Regions from separate parts of the Capsicum annuum genome. Here region 2 is linked to region 1. The links are chromatin contacts, called in public Hi-C maps. All regions are on one chromosome and are shown on one strand. The core of a region is the stretch at or near the end of the contact, and the rest is flanking DNA. Distances in the headings are between cores, read along the strand shown. Region 1 holds the start of LOC107848208 (protein NRT1/ PTR FAMILY 4.6). Region 2 has its middle 39 kb from the start of LOC107846568.

Region 1 (6,955 bases), core at 2,220-4,719:
CTTTATTTAAATATTAGGTTTTTATGTAGTAGAGTCTGAACTCATATTGTACGTTTTGAGTCAATTCCGACTGTTTTCTCAAAAATCTATTATATATAGTTTTCTAACTTCTTCAGCTATTAATATGAGACTTTTATTCGCACACCCAATATAATATATATCTAACTACATTATGCGTTGTTGCGTTGAACTTTACAATTATACCAAGGCCCTGGGGGCAAACATTTCTTAGTCTATACATTGTCACCATATATCACATAGTGACAAACGTAAAGTGCGGGGAAAAAAGTAGTAAAAAAAGTTGTTAAATCCAAACGAAAAAAGGTTATGTATGTAAATAATGGGTCCCTAGAAAATACAAACTCAAACTAGATATTCTGGATGAATAATATAATGTGGGGAAGGTTGGATTCTTATAATGATCTTCCACTAAAAAAAAATTGTACCATCTAAAAATCGATTCTAATTCGACAAAGATCTTTTCATCCTATAAACTTTAGTTTTCCATGATGCCACAATTTATTTTTATTTAAATAAAAAAAATCGAATCATATCAAGTGGTCTCTTTTCAAAGTCATATGGTTCATGGGATTTCTTTTGGAATTTTAAAGAATAAGAATGACCAAGAAAAAGGTCCTTTAAGGGGTCAATATTAATTTTCCAAATTTCTTCGTTAATAAGTTTGATGTTTGGTCGTTTGATGGATTGGACAATAAGGAGGGGGGAAAGAAAAGAAAATGGAGACAAGAGAAGATAAAAAGAAAAAAAGCAACCAATTCCCAAGTATCTTTTAGTCCATAACAATTGTCAACTTGCATCACTTTGTAACCAAGTTGCATGCCCTTGTTGCAATTTTAACACCAATCATCACTATCTTTAGGATGCTTTTCCTAATAAGGTTATTGGATTGTTAATTGTATAGCTATATCCATAGAACCATTACTTTATATGAGTAATCACTAGCTCACTAGGCATGCTTTTCCTGGTTGTCCACGCAATATCGATTATTTGTATATGAGTCTCGATTAATTTAAATTTACATTAAGGCTTATTAAAAGGGACGTACTTTACTAAGATTTTTTTATTACAAGAACTCAAACTAAAAATGATGCTTAAAGATTGAGAGATTCTATCCATCATATATCCAGTATAACTCTTAAACTGTTGTTGGAATTTAATTTGAGTCCTTATTATATCTTAGTTAAGCATATTTATAACTTTTAATTAATTAAAGAATATCACCCTTCATGTTTTCTACCAATCAAACAATGTGACATATAACTTTTAATTGAAGAGTATAATCAAAGTCTTAAAGAGCAAGAAATAGGAGGAGAAAAATAATGAAAGAGCCAAAATTAAAGAGTAAACAAACATAACTTTTACTTCAAAGTAATTTGACTTTTTCTTCTATTTGTTTGTCAAAGTACTACGCTATCATTTATAACGGCTTTAAGTATATTCAAATATACGGAAAAAAACAATCTAATTAATAAAAGAAAGAGTGATTCTTAAATATAATAATAATAATAATAATAATAATAATAATAATAATAATAATAATAATAGTATTTTATAAAAAATAAGAAAGGGAGAAGGACAAAGAGGGTGAATAGGTGCATCAAATGCGTGGCAACGTTACTGGGTTTGATCACATTTCCCAAGTATGTTTCATTGAATATTGGCTACATTTGCCTTAATTTCTGCTCATTTTATGTCTCACCCAATTAAAATCCACGTGCGTCCTGTTCAGTTATAAATGTCAACATTTTTCACCCAGGCATAAATTTTATTTCTACTTCATAAAAGTAAACAATTAAAAAATTGATAATTTAGATTCATCATTTATAAATATAAAAATCTGCCATTCTTCTATGAAGACCTACTAAAAGAATGTGTCACATAAGTTGGTACTACCTCGGTCCATATTTATTGATTATTTATTTTTTTATATGCATATTAAGAAAATATAAATAAGAAAATAATTTTATTAATTTATTTTTAAAAAAAAAAATTGAAAACTTGACAAATAATTGTGAACATTTTCAAAAAGAATTAATTATAAAGGTGATATAAAAAAAATTAATTAATATTCTTTTGATTTAATAATGTATACTACAAATATGAAATAATTATTTTTAATAAGATAATCAAGTAATATGGAATATGGGATGGATGGAATACCATTTTAACGTTTCAATTAAAATGATCATGATAGCACTAAAATGTACATTAATTTAGTACCTTATTAAATGACTTATTAATTGCACCGTAGTACATAAATTTTAACTCTTACTATTTTATTATATTTTGTCAATTAAAAGGTTATTCAAATATCCCCTCACAGAGGGGAAGAAGGAAAACTAGAGAATGATTGATAAACACACACAGAAGTCACAATAGTTTCAGTGGATTGGTAAGTATTTTTTTTACCAGGGGTATCATGTTCGAGCTTTGAATATGAATAATTACCTTTGCTTTTATCTTAGTAAATGAAACTTTTAGATGTAAATTTGAATTTAGTTAAATCTCAATATAAATATATTAATTAATAGAGAAATGAAAATGGAAATGGAAAGTTTACCAGAAATTCGATGAGTGCGCTGATGAGATAGATATAATAAGTAGTACAGAAGGCATCAGATAAGAATCCACCAAGAAGTGCCAATAGAAATGCAGTGCCCATAAAATTTGTCACAGAATTTGCTGACTTTGATGGTGAAAAATGCATGTACTCTGAAAAGTAGAGTACCAAGTTGCTTGCATTTGCCAAATATGCTAAATTCTCCAACACCTCCACCACTGTTATTTTCACCCAAAATAAAAAAACACAAATCAAATTCTCTAAATTTCACATGTAAGAAAAAAAGATAATTTGGTGTGCTAAGCTTTCGTTATGAATAGGATCAGAAGAAGGGTCGGACTACAAAAGTTAATTTTTTCTATATTTTTGCAAGAGATTGTTATCACAGCTCGAACCCTTGACCTTCTTATCCTATGACATCAATTTTACCAGCTACATGACGGCTCTTTTGAAAATTTTACATGCAAGAATGAGCCAAAAAACTTGAAAAAGATAACAATTTATATAAAAATTTTCCAAGAAGATGGTTTTTTAGGTTTTACCCAATACGAACGAGGCAGCACGTAATCCACCATGTCTATTAGTAAGTGCAGGCCTATTTTTCCAATCAACATAGCCATTCCAAGTGCTTAACTGGCTTTGGCACTCTGTATCCTGCAATACAAAACAGAGTGATGAATACATGAAAGAAAAAATGACAATTTTTTTTTTTTGGTTTTTTTAAAGTAGGTAAAGGAAAAGAGAAAGAAAGAGGAAAGTACCATTATTTTTCTATTTGTATGGTTTGTGTGAGCTTTAATCTAAACTTGGGTTATAAGAGGTTTAAGTTGAGAGGTTAAGAGAGTGGGGGAATCTTAGGAATTCAAAGGACTGAGATAGAAAGGAGAGTTATCAAAGTTGGGGGTATTTAAAGAGTTGAAGAGAATATATGGACCTTTTTAGGGATTGTTTGGTAGAGTATATTAAAAAAAAGAATTATGTATTAATCTTGCGTATAATGTATCTTGTTTGATATATATTTTTAGTTTATGTATAATTAATGTAATTTATTATGTATTGAGGTGTGTATTGTTAATACTTCAAAAGAAATTAATAATGCAATGAATTCTAATGTATGCACTAACATGAATAAAAATGTAATTACCCCTTAAAAATTTTCTCACATCACTTTTATCATATTTAATTTGTGGAGGGTATTTTTATAAATAATATTTTTTAAAAGAAAAATATGTAATGTATTTTATTTTTAATACATAGAATCAAACATTGCATAAGAAAAGTCTCAATATAACTAATGCTAGCATAATTAATACTTCTATTACTAATGCAAGCATTATAAATACACCATATTTCACATTATTTTAACCAACCAAACTACCTCTTACTGTGAGAAACTTATAAAGCATCAAGGTTGTGATACAGTGGATGACATATTCCTTAATTAGGGATTTTGCTTTTAAGCTTTGAATATCAAATTTTTTTTTGTTAAGGAGCAATTTCCCCGCATAGAATCTATGTGACATAAATCCAGACTAGTTAGACTCCCTACAACTATCGAGCAATGAATAAGAAATCAAAAAAATACAAAACCAATTAAAAAGCATTTGGAAAAAAGCAAAGGCTAAAGATATGGAGCTAGAATTTTTAATTTACACATTCTAAGTTATAATTCCTTTTTTGTTTATTTGACTTAGAATGTAATATTTATACTTGTTGATAAGTGTTAAAATTTAAAATATAAATATAAAAAATTGAGTCAAAATTAGTGAATTTTTTCGAGTTAAGGCTGATTTGGCTCTAACAAAAGATTCAACAATTATCTATCCACACCCAAAGGAGTCGTTTGGTTTGAAAACAAGTTATACCGAAATTAGTTATGTTATAAATAATACTGAGATTAGTTGTCATGGGATAAGTTATCCTGAGATTATTTTTTAGTGGTTGCTTGATTTGTGGTATTAAAAATAATATGTAGTACATTGTTGTAAAAATATATTGTTTGTTTACTAAAATACCCTTCACTTTAGTTAACTTAATTATTTTTATGTTTGTATTCCTATAATTTTTCTCTCTCTCTTTTTTTTTTCAAGAGAGAGACAATTATTTTCTATTATTTGAAGTTTCAAAATTATTTTTCTTTTTTTAAAGAAAAAGAAACATGAATAGTTTTAATTGGGAATTTGGGACTTCAATCTGGTGAAGGTATAAAATCCTACTTAATCCTAAGTTCTAATTTTTTTTTTACTTAATCCTAAGTTCTAATTTTTTTTTTACTTAATCCTAAGTTCTATTATTTATAGTAGTGTAATATTTATTTTAAAATATTTAAATATAAATGTGTGAATCAATACTCAAAGTATTATATAATGTGATGATGATTGAGTGCACCTTTTTAAGTGAAGTTAGATATTTAAATCTTATAATCTCTCTTTTTTTTTCTTCCTAAAATTGGGGGAACCTTTCTTAACGGTTATTGATAATACTTATTGCATTTTAATTAATTTTATACTTTATCCTTCAAAATTTTCAAGTATGTTACATTGAAAAATTCTAATTCTTTTTATCACTATAATTTTTTATATAATTGAATCAAATGAGTATATTAAAATTAGTAGTAGTGGATGATATAACATAAAATCAATGGGTTCAAGCGATTTCAATATTTCTGACACGATATATATATATTAAACGATAAAAATTAATTTTGGATCTATAACTTTAAAAGTTTAACTGATTCAATGATAAGAACCTTAAGATCAAATCGGTCACATTTATATCTTAGATCTACCTTTTCATAGTAAAGCATCCCTCCTTCCAAAATTCTAATACGTCTATGCTACCTATATGTTTTTATGTAATGTAATAATATATTTGATAAATTAGTTGAGTGAAGTACATGCATAGTAATTTGGTCATCGTAGTAAAAAATGAATTATTTTCTCAGAAAATTTGTGTGTTAATGTTGCTCGACCTAAAATTGATTATTAAGTTTACAAGATATTAAATCAACATAGTTGCTCATATGATAATTTAAAGATAATATTTCAGAAAGTAGAGGCGATGATAAAATAAAATAAATAACCAAGTAGAAATGGAAGCGAGCATTAGGCGAAGGATGATTTAACCAAAGTATGTCTATATTAATATATGTGACTATGATCACTTCTTTGATATAGAAAAATAATTAGAGCCAAAATCATAATTTCGCTAAAATTTAACTACTCACTGTACCCCAAGTTAAACCAAATTTTTTGATTAAAAAAATTAGCACCAAAATTATATTCCCGCTAAATATTAGCTATCATTTGTGAAGAATTTTTTTCTAGTTAAATATTTCTAGTATGCATATTAATTATTAATGTGAGACAAAGAATTTGAGGGTAATTATGTCCTTTTATCATTTTATCCCAAGAATAAATAATGATGGAATTATTATCCCATCAAATGCGTGGATAACTTATTCCGAAATTATTTATTAGTCCCAAACTAAGTTATTCCGAATGTTGTCAATCAAAAATGCATTAAAAATTTTATTGTAAAATTATTATTTTATTTTAAAATTATTTGTTTTTGTACCTCAAACCAAACTACCCAAAGAGTATATCAAATCAATATAAAGTATATGACAGAGATCTTTTATATACTTAAATGATTAAGTAAAATAGAGAAAAGACATCACTACATCATTAAAGTTATTTCGAATTTTTAAAAAGACACTGAAAGTTTGCGGGAATTTTATTGTATAAATAACATAAATACTAATCTTGTAAAAGTAATTATATTATCTCCCACTTTTGTAATTACTTTAATCTCTTTTCCTATTAATATACATAACATAGCCGACATATACATACCATTATATGTATATATGAAATTTTTGTAATATGTTTGGGGGTTGAAATTTTTTGTAATATTGAAAACATAAATTGTGTATTTTTATAATTTTTTGAATTTTATTACCGTACGAAACTAGTTACTATCCAATTAAATACTCCATTTGACCCATTTTTTCTGCAACTTTAGACTCATGTATTGCGTGTGTGATTCACTCTCTTTTAAAATATTATAATTAATTTAATTAATCAACCTGTTTAATAAAGATCAGATTTATCCAATCAGACCCACCTATTTAAAATATTTCTTCTCCATTCTCTCCCTTCAACCAATTATCCAGTTGGCTGGGAGTGAATGTTCAACTCCAGGAGGTACATGCTACCATCTTGCTGATAAAGAGGAAGAAGTGGAAAAAGTTTAAAAAGGAGATTGTGGCTGCAACCTATGATACAAAATATCTGGTTAGTTAGGAATGAAAAATTTTCAAAAATCATAATGTGAATGTGTGAGTTCTTATTTCAGCAAATACAATCAGTCATT
Region 2 (6,619 bases), core at 1,373-3,872, 87 kb after region 1:
TTTAGGTATACGCGCCTCGCGCGTGTACCTCACTTTATTGAGTTTAAACGTTGCACTAAATAAGATATTTGTTTTTGTAACAAAGAAATATAATAATTAAATTCAACATTTTTTGGAAATTTAATTAATTAAACCTAACCTTTACCAAAAAAAATTTTAAAGCCGATCGACATTCATCTACTATCTGCAAACTGCAACAAAATAATACGATGATAGAAACATCAAAATAATATAATTAAATCTAACATTTACACAAAAATTTTCTCAAAGCCGTTTGACACTCATCTAACACTTGTGAACTATAACAAAATAATATGATGATAGAGATATCAAAATAATACAACTAAACTTAACCTTTACACAAAAAGATTCTCAAAACAGAGATATATATACAATACAAGTAAACCTAAACTTTATCTGAAAAAAATACTCAAAGTCGACCGACATTCATCTACTACGTGTAAATTCATCTACCACCTATAAGTTTATCTACGACGTGTAAACTATAAATATATCTTGATTAATAAATAAATATGCCTATTATACTATAAATATATAGTCATTGGATTAAAATTCTACTTTCAGTTCTTTTAATTTTATTTTCAAATAAAATTATATGATATCATCAGAATTCAATTCAGTTAATACTTTTCTAAAAGCTAGATTGTTAATTTAACTAAATCTCCTAATATCTCACGTGGATAAAAGAAAAAAAAAAGAAATTCGTATACAATTAGAACGGCTAACCAATTTCTTATGATGAAATATAATCCAAAGAATTTGGTCAAAATTGTAAATAAGTTAATTTTAAATTATTTATTGTATATAAGTCATTATAAAAAAATCACAAAAACTACCGTCTAACAAAAATACATGATAATTTATTTTTTTAACATAAAAAATATACTAAAATTTTAGGTAACTTACTTCAAATCACAAGAAAATTTGTCTCTTCAATCATAAATACTATTAATATTTCACTAAAAACTTCTCAATTATCAATTGTCTATCATGAATACATGATAATTTATTATTATAAACTTCAAGAACATACTAATTAAAATTTTAAAAAACTTACCTCAAATCACAAGCAAATTTATTTCTTTAATCATAGATATTATCAAGATTGTAAATATCAAAAACAAAAATTTTAGAAAACATACCTTAAATCACATCAAATTTATGAACAACGATAATAAAGGAAAAAACTATTTAAGAACTATATTATGGACGTATTATTGTAGAAAGGAAGAATTCTCAATTTATAAGAAATTTTAGGTTTAATTTACTTTACTTCTTTGTCAATTTAATTTTTATTTATTTAATATAAATCTTTTTTGTTTTTATGTTTTATTTTATTTTTATTTTTTCTTTCTTCTTCTTCTTTTTTTTTTCTTTTTGCCTCCACACGTTTTCTTTTCTTTTTCCTTTTCAATTCAATTAAATTTTCTTTCCAATTATATATTTTCCTTTTTTGTTCTCTTTTTTACTTTTGGACCTTCTTTTTCTTGGTTTTTTCAATTCAAATCAATATTATTTTTTATTTATTTAATTTATTAATAAATTACATATAAGGTAAGATTTAGATTGATTTAGAACTTTCTTTCCTAACTGATATAAGGATTTTAAATAATTTTAAATTTTTAATATTAATAATAACTAAATAATAATTTGAGGAAAATAGTAAAAAAACAATTCTGTCTAAAGAGGAGACTTTTAATGAAGGGCAAAAAGTTCAACTCACTTTTCTAAGGGTATTCACACTTTTAATATATTATAGATCATAGATATAGATTATATATATATATATATATATATATATATTCAGAATTCAATTAATATCACTTAAATTCGTTATTTTAAAATAAGAAATTTAGTAAATTAAAGTTTTGACTCTCTCTAATTCCTTCTTACCCTTTTATCCTATCTAATTGATCCTCCATCCAATTACCAGATAATAGATAAGGATGTTATTCAATGCTTGCTAATGTGACCAGAATTTAACTTATATTCCAAAAATGGAATAAATAATTTTACACATGAGATGTTCTGATATGATCGCTTCCTAATGGACATAATAATTCAGATTACAAACTATCAAGTATATTTGAATTATCTTTTTATGAATTTGACCATTTAATAAGTTTAAATAAAGGAAAAAATTATATAATATTATTCTTAACTTACTATAAATACTTAAAATCTCAACTTTTTTAAAAAAATTACATAGATTCCTGATTTTACTTTCTCTCTCTAAAAAGTTTGGAATTACATTCCGCACCCCCCACCCCCACCCCCACCCCCCATATCGTGCAATATCCATCTTTTCCCTCTCACGATTTCTCTCCTCGGTCGACACCACCACCACCATGAACACCCACCTTCACTATTCTCCAAACACACTCACTGCCTCTCCACCAACAACATTTTTCCTCCATTTTTCACATCAACCTTCTAAAATAAACCTCCATTAAAACTAACTAGACAACAGTAAATACCACTCCTCTTTGCTTCAATTTTCGTCAGAAAAATCACCACAACTGCAAATGACCCCCTTCTCCTTCATTTTCTTTTTTTCTCTCACCATCTCTATCTCGTCAGGACCTGCACATACAACTGTCGTGTTGAAAACTTATAAAACATCGTCTTTTTTTATTAAAATCGTAGAATTTCAACGATACAGATTAAGATTTGGCTAGATCTGATCGAAAATGTTTATTTCTTTCATTTGGATAATTCTGTGAAATTTATATATCTGATGAATTTTCATGTTGCTGATACATTGACTAATGTTTCTGATTAAAGTTATGTATCAGACCAATGTTAATGTTACTAATACACAAAAAAATCTTGTTCATAATACATTATGCATGAGATCCAAATTAGTTGGCAATGTATCAGAGTCGCAAGATATTTAGAAAACAATGATTTATCTGTGTAAAATTATTTCATTACGTTTATTAATATTGAGTGATATATTCATGTATGATGTTGATATATTCATGTAAAATTAAGTGATGTATCTATGTAGACTAGATAAAATTTTTTAGTAACATTGAAAAGAATTGAAATAAGAGTAATTAATTAGCTCCAAAACGAGTGAGATTTACGTTGTTTATACTTAAATAAATCTTGAACAATGTCTTAAAATTATTTAAAATGTATTCAAAAAATTTTGCTGAGTAGAGGCAAATCTAGACTCCTGTATATGGGTTCAGGAAATCAATGGTGCTTCTGTATATTTTGAATATATTGACTAATAGTTATAAATATTTGACTATAAATACGATTAGTATTACAATGTTAAATTAAATTCATATAGAAACCTATAAACTTCAAATAGTAGATTTGTCTTTAGCTAAAATGACTGTTCACTATCACTCTAACAATCATCATCACTATCTACCACTATACATCACTATGATAGTTGTCAACAACAACCCATCATCATATATCTCTCAATCACCTTTGGCCATCAACCACTACTATTAATCATATTTATAATTACTATCACTGTCACTTCCAATCACTATCACCGGTCGCTATTACACCCAATCACTTCCCTATCACAACTATATTACAATTCACAAAGATCAGCACTAACAACAATGTCAACCAAGACTACCGATGCCATCACTATTAGTCAAGCTACCGCCGACTACCATCACCATCACCACCATCATAACAAGTCACTACTGTCAACCAGAATTTCTATCATTACAATTACTATTACTATCGACCACCACAATCATCAATTACCACCAGCACCATAATCATAAGTTATTACCATCAATTGCCTCCACCATCCTAACAACCACTACATCATTGAAGTAAAGATATTAAAATTAATGTGCAAATAACATAAACCTCAATAGTTTGCTATTTAATTATACTCTCTCCCAACTTTTTTCTTAATTACATTAAATCTCTTCAGATGCATAAGTTAATGTCGTGATACATAAGTAACAGATACATAACTAGCAAACTAATTGACCATAAAAAAATAAGGATAAAAAATTAAATGACAGAGCAATTAATGAGATTTTAATTGGGATATGTCTCTTGAATTCCTAAAAATTAGTAACAACTTCATAATTGTTGTAAATATATTACCATATATAGTGAATGTCTACTTTACCATATATAGTGAATATCTATTTATGAAAAGGTTAGAAACCCCAAGGTTAGTTTTCTCCTATAAATAAAGAAGTTTTTCCTTTATTGTAAAAAACCCATCAAGAAATCTCTCAAGAGAAATAATAATAACTTTTTCTTCTCTCTCTATTCTTCTTCTTCTTTGCTTTATATTTCGTAACACGTTATCAGTGCGAGACTCTGCCAAATAAGGTGAGATTATAAATCAAAAAGGTAATTTCAAGGTTAGTAATTTCTTATGTTATTTATCTTTTGCTACTAATGATATAACTATTATTAGATTTGAGAAAAAAATAATTGATTTGAAACCACTTATGCTTCAAATTTGTTCATGAAGAACAATATTGTAAAAGATACGATGATGAATTTAAATCTCATCTCATTAAGAGGGTAAGACATTGGGTTAAAAGTTTCAATGCACCATGATGATAAGATGTTGGGTTCAAGTCCCATCGAGTTATTGCCTAAGATGCCTTTTTATATGGATAAGATATTGAGTTTAAATCTCAATATACCATATTGATGATATTATGATGGCTAAAGCAAAATAATGGATGTTTGTGAAAAGCATGAGACATGTTTCATTGAATATGCTCCATTCTCTGAAGTGAATATGGTAGCAATGCATAATATATCTGAAAGAAGACAAGTGGTTGAATGTACGAATGTAAGCGTGAAGGGAAAATATGATAATTAATAATATTTTCACATGCTTATTATGATTATTAGATATGTTAGAGAAAAATTCTCTACATTGTATGCACACCTTGATTTGCTCTTGAATTAACAATATTTTGAAAGAGGTTATAAGCTATCAAATAATGATAGGATTAAGGCACGATTATATTCCATTCCTGTATGAGAATTTTGATTGTTATAAGCATAAATTCATTTCATGGAATGAATGTGATAATATTTAGTAAATCTTATCAATACAAACGTGCACTTGATTATGATGGTATCACAATTCACCTCCGAATGAGGCAGAATAACTGAGAAGAGTTATTTTGAAATCTACTTCTGAAGTAGTAAATTCAAAAATTTATTTATGTAATAGTAGATCTGAAATTTACTAAAGAAAAAAAAAGGCATATGTCATGGTAAACTTGGAGTTTACTAATATAAAAATTCATAAATTGACATGAACGATTGCTACATCGCGAAAATGTGCATATTGAGTATTGACATATGTTGAAGAAATAGAAGATTCTTCAAGAATTGTTTATGTTACTTGTTCTCATGATAAGTTGGTTGGATCAACTAATGTTGGGATTTGATCCCTCAAAATCTGAAAATTATAAAAGGTGAATAAGGGCACATTCACCTATCATATGATATGTTTTGAAAAGATGCATCAATAAGATGATCACATGTACATTTATTGTCAACCTGCAGTTTGACATTCATAAAGTTGCTTGCTTAATAAAATTGAATTAAGAGCATAACTTTCAGATTGTTTAATCAAGGCAATCATCTTGATAATGCTAATTAAGTTGGAGCTAAATGTCTTTGATAAATAGTTGAATCATTGCTTATGAGAACAAAACCACATGTGTTGATCTGAAGTATGACATATTGCATACAATAACACTTGTTTGCATTAGACTAAAAATTATGATTATTTCTTTCCTTTCAATCGGTTCAAGGTCAGGAACCAACTATTCCATCTAATAGTTTTAATGTGCGGTGTACGATTAATGAATATACCATGATGCTCAAAGATGAATTTCTCAAAGAAGATGGAGGATGTATGTTAGTTTTCCTAATATAAGGGGGAGATTATAAACAAATATGAAATATGTTAGGAATTATCATCAGGTCCTCATTCAAAAGATAGTTCAAGTAAAATGTCGAAAACATCTCATATTTAAGCTACAAGTTCTCCTATTTAGTGTTCCTAAAGGACAAAGCTACGCATATATGAAGCATGGTAAACCGATCGATTTCAAATGAAATAATTCTTATAAAGAATAAGGAGCAAATAATCATAATAAGAAGGCAATGTGCTCTTGAAGAGCATATGACATAACACTTCATGAAATCTTATAAGACATTCACGTACCTGAAAATAATGAAGTGATGAGATCTCAAAATGTTATGTTGCATTATGAACCGATACAGAATGAGAAATCGTCAATGATATCTTTGATACAATATTGGCGCAATATTATAAAAGATTACGAGGATCTGAATTCTACGTTAATTTAAGCATGCTGACGTAGAAACATTTATCAAGTGACATGAAAGGATGCATCTTGATAAGTATAACACTTATTTGATTTACAGTCCAGACACTTGAAGATGTCACGCATATTGATGTTGTCACTTGACAAAAATTTATATGAAAATCCCTAAAGGATATAAAATGCCCGAAGCATATAAAGTTTCTGAGAAATTTATTCATTATCCTTATAAGGGATAAATTGATGGTTTGAATATTATTGAAACTCTTGAAGAGTTTTCT

Evidence for each region. Hi-C and Micro-C count contacts between places; a contact is called where the count stands out from the background.
Region 2: a Hi-C map of bud shows a contact between it and region 1, with 2.4 times the contacts expected there. The contact joins the enhancer-like site here to the promoter of LOC107848208 in region 1. A contact is called at or near these places in 2 of 5 Hi-C or Micro-C datasets (bud and placenta).

The regions. Positions count from the first base shown.
Region 1 is chr11:29,000,175-29,007,129 of UCD10Xv1.1, forward strand. LOC107848208 (protein NRT1/ PTR FAMILY 4.6) reads right to left here and starts at 3,470. Exons shown (of 5, transcript XM_016692912.2): 1 at 3,343-3,470; 2 at 3,124-3,235; 3 at 2,582-2,799. The coding sequence starts at 3,345.
Region 2 is chr11:29,087,874-29,094,492 of UCD10Xv1.1, forward strand. No RefSeq gene overlaps it. Among protein-coding and RNA genes, the nearest start is that of LOC107846568, 39 kb to the right of the region's middle. Within about 2 kb of position 2,623, at least 4 of the 5 cell types and tissues checked have an H3K27ac peak or open chromatin away from gene starts, as enhancers often do. A contact at or near this core is called in bud, where this site is marked.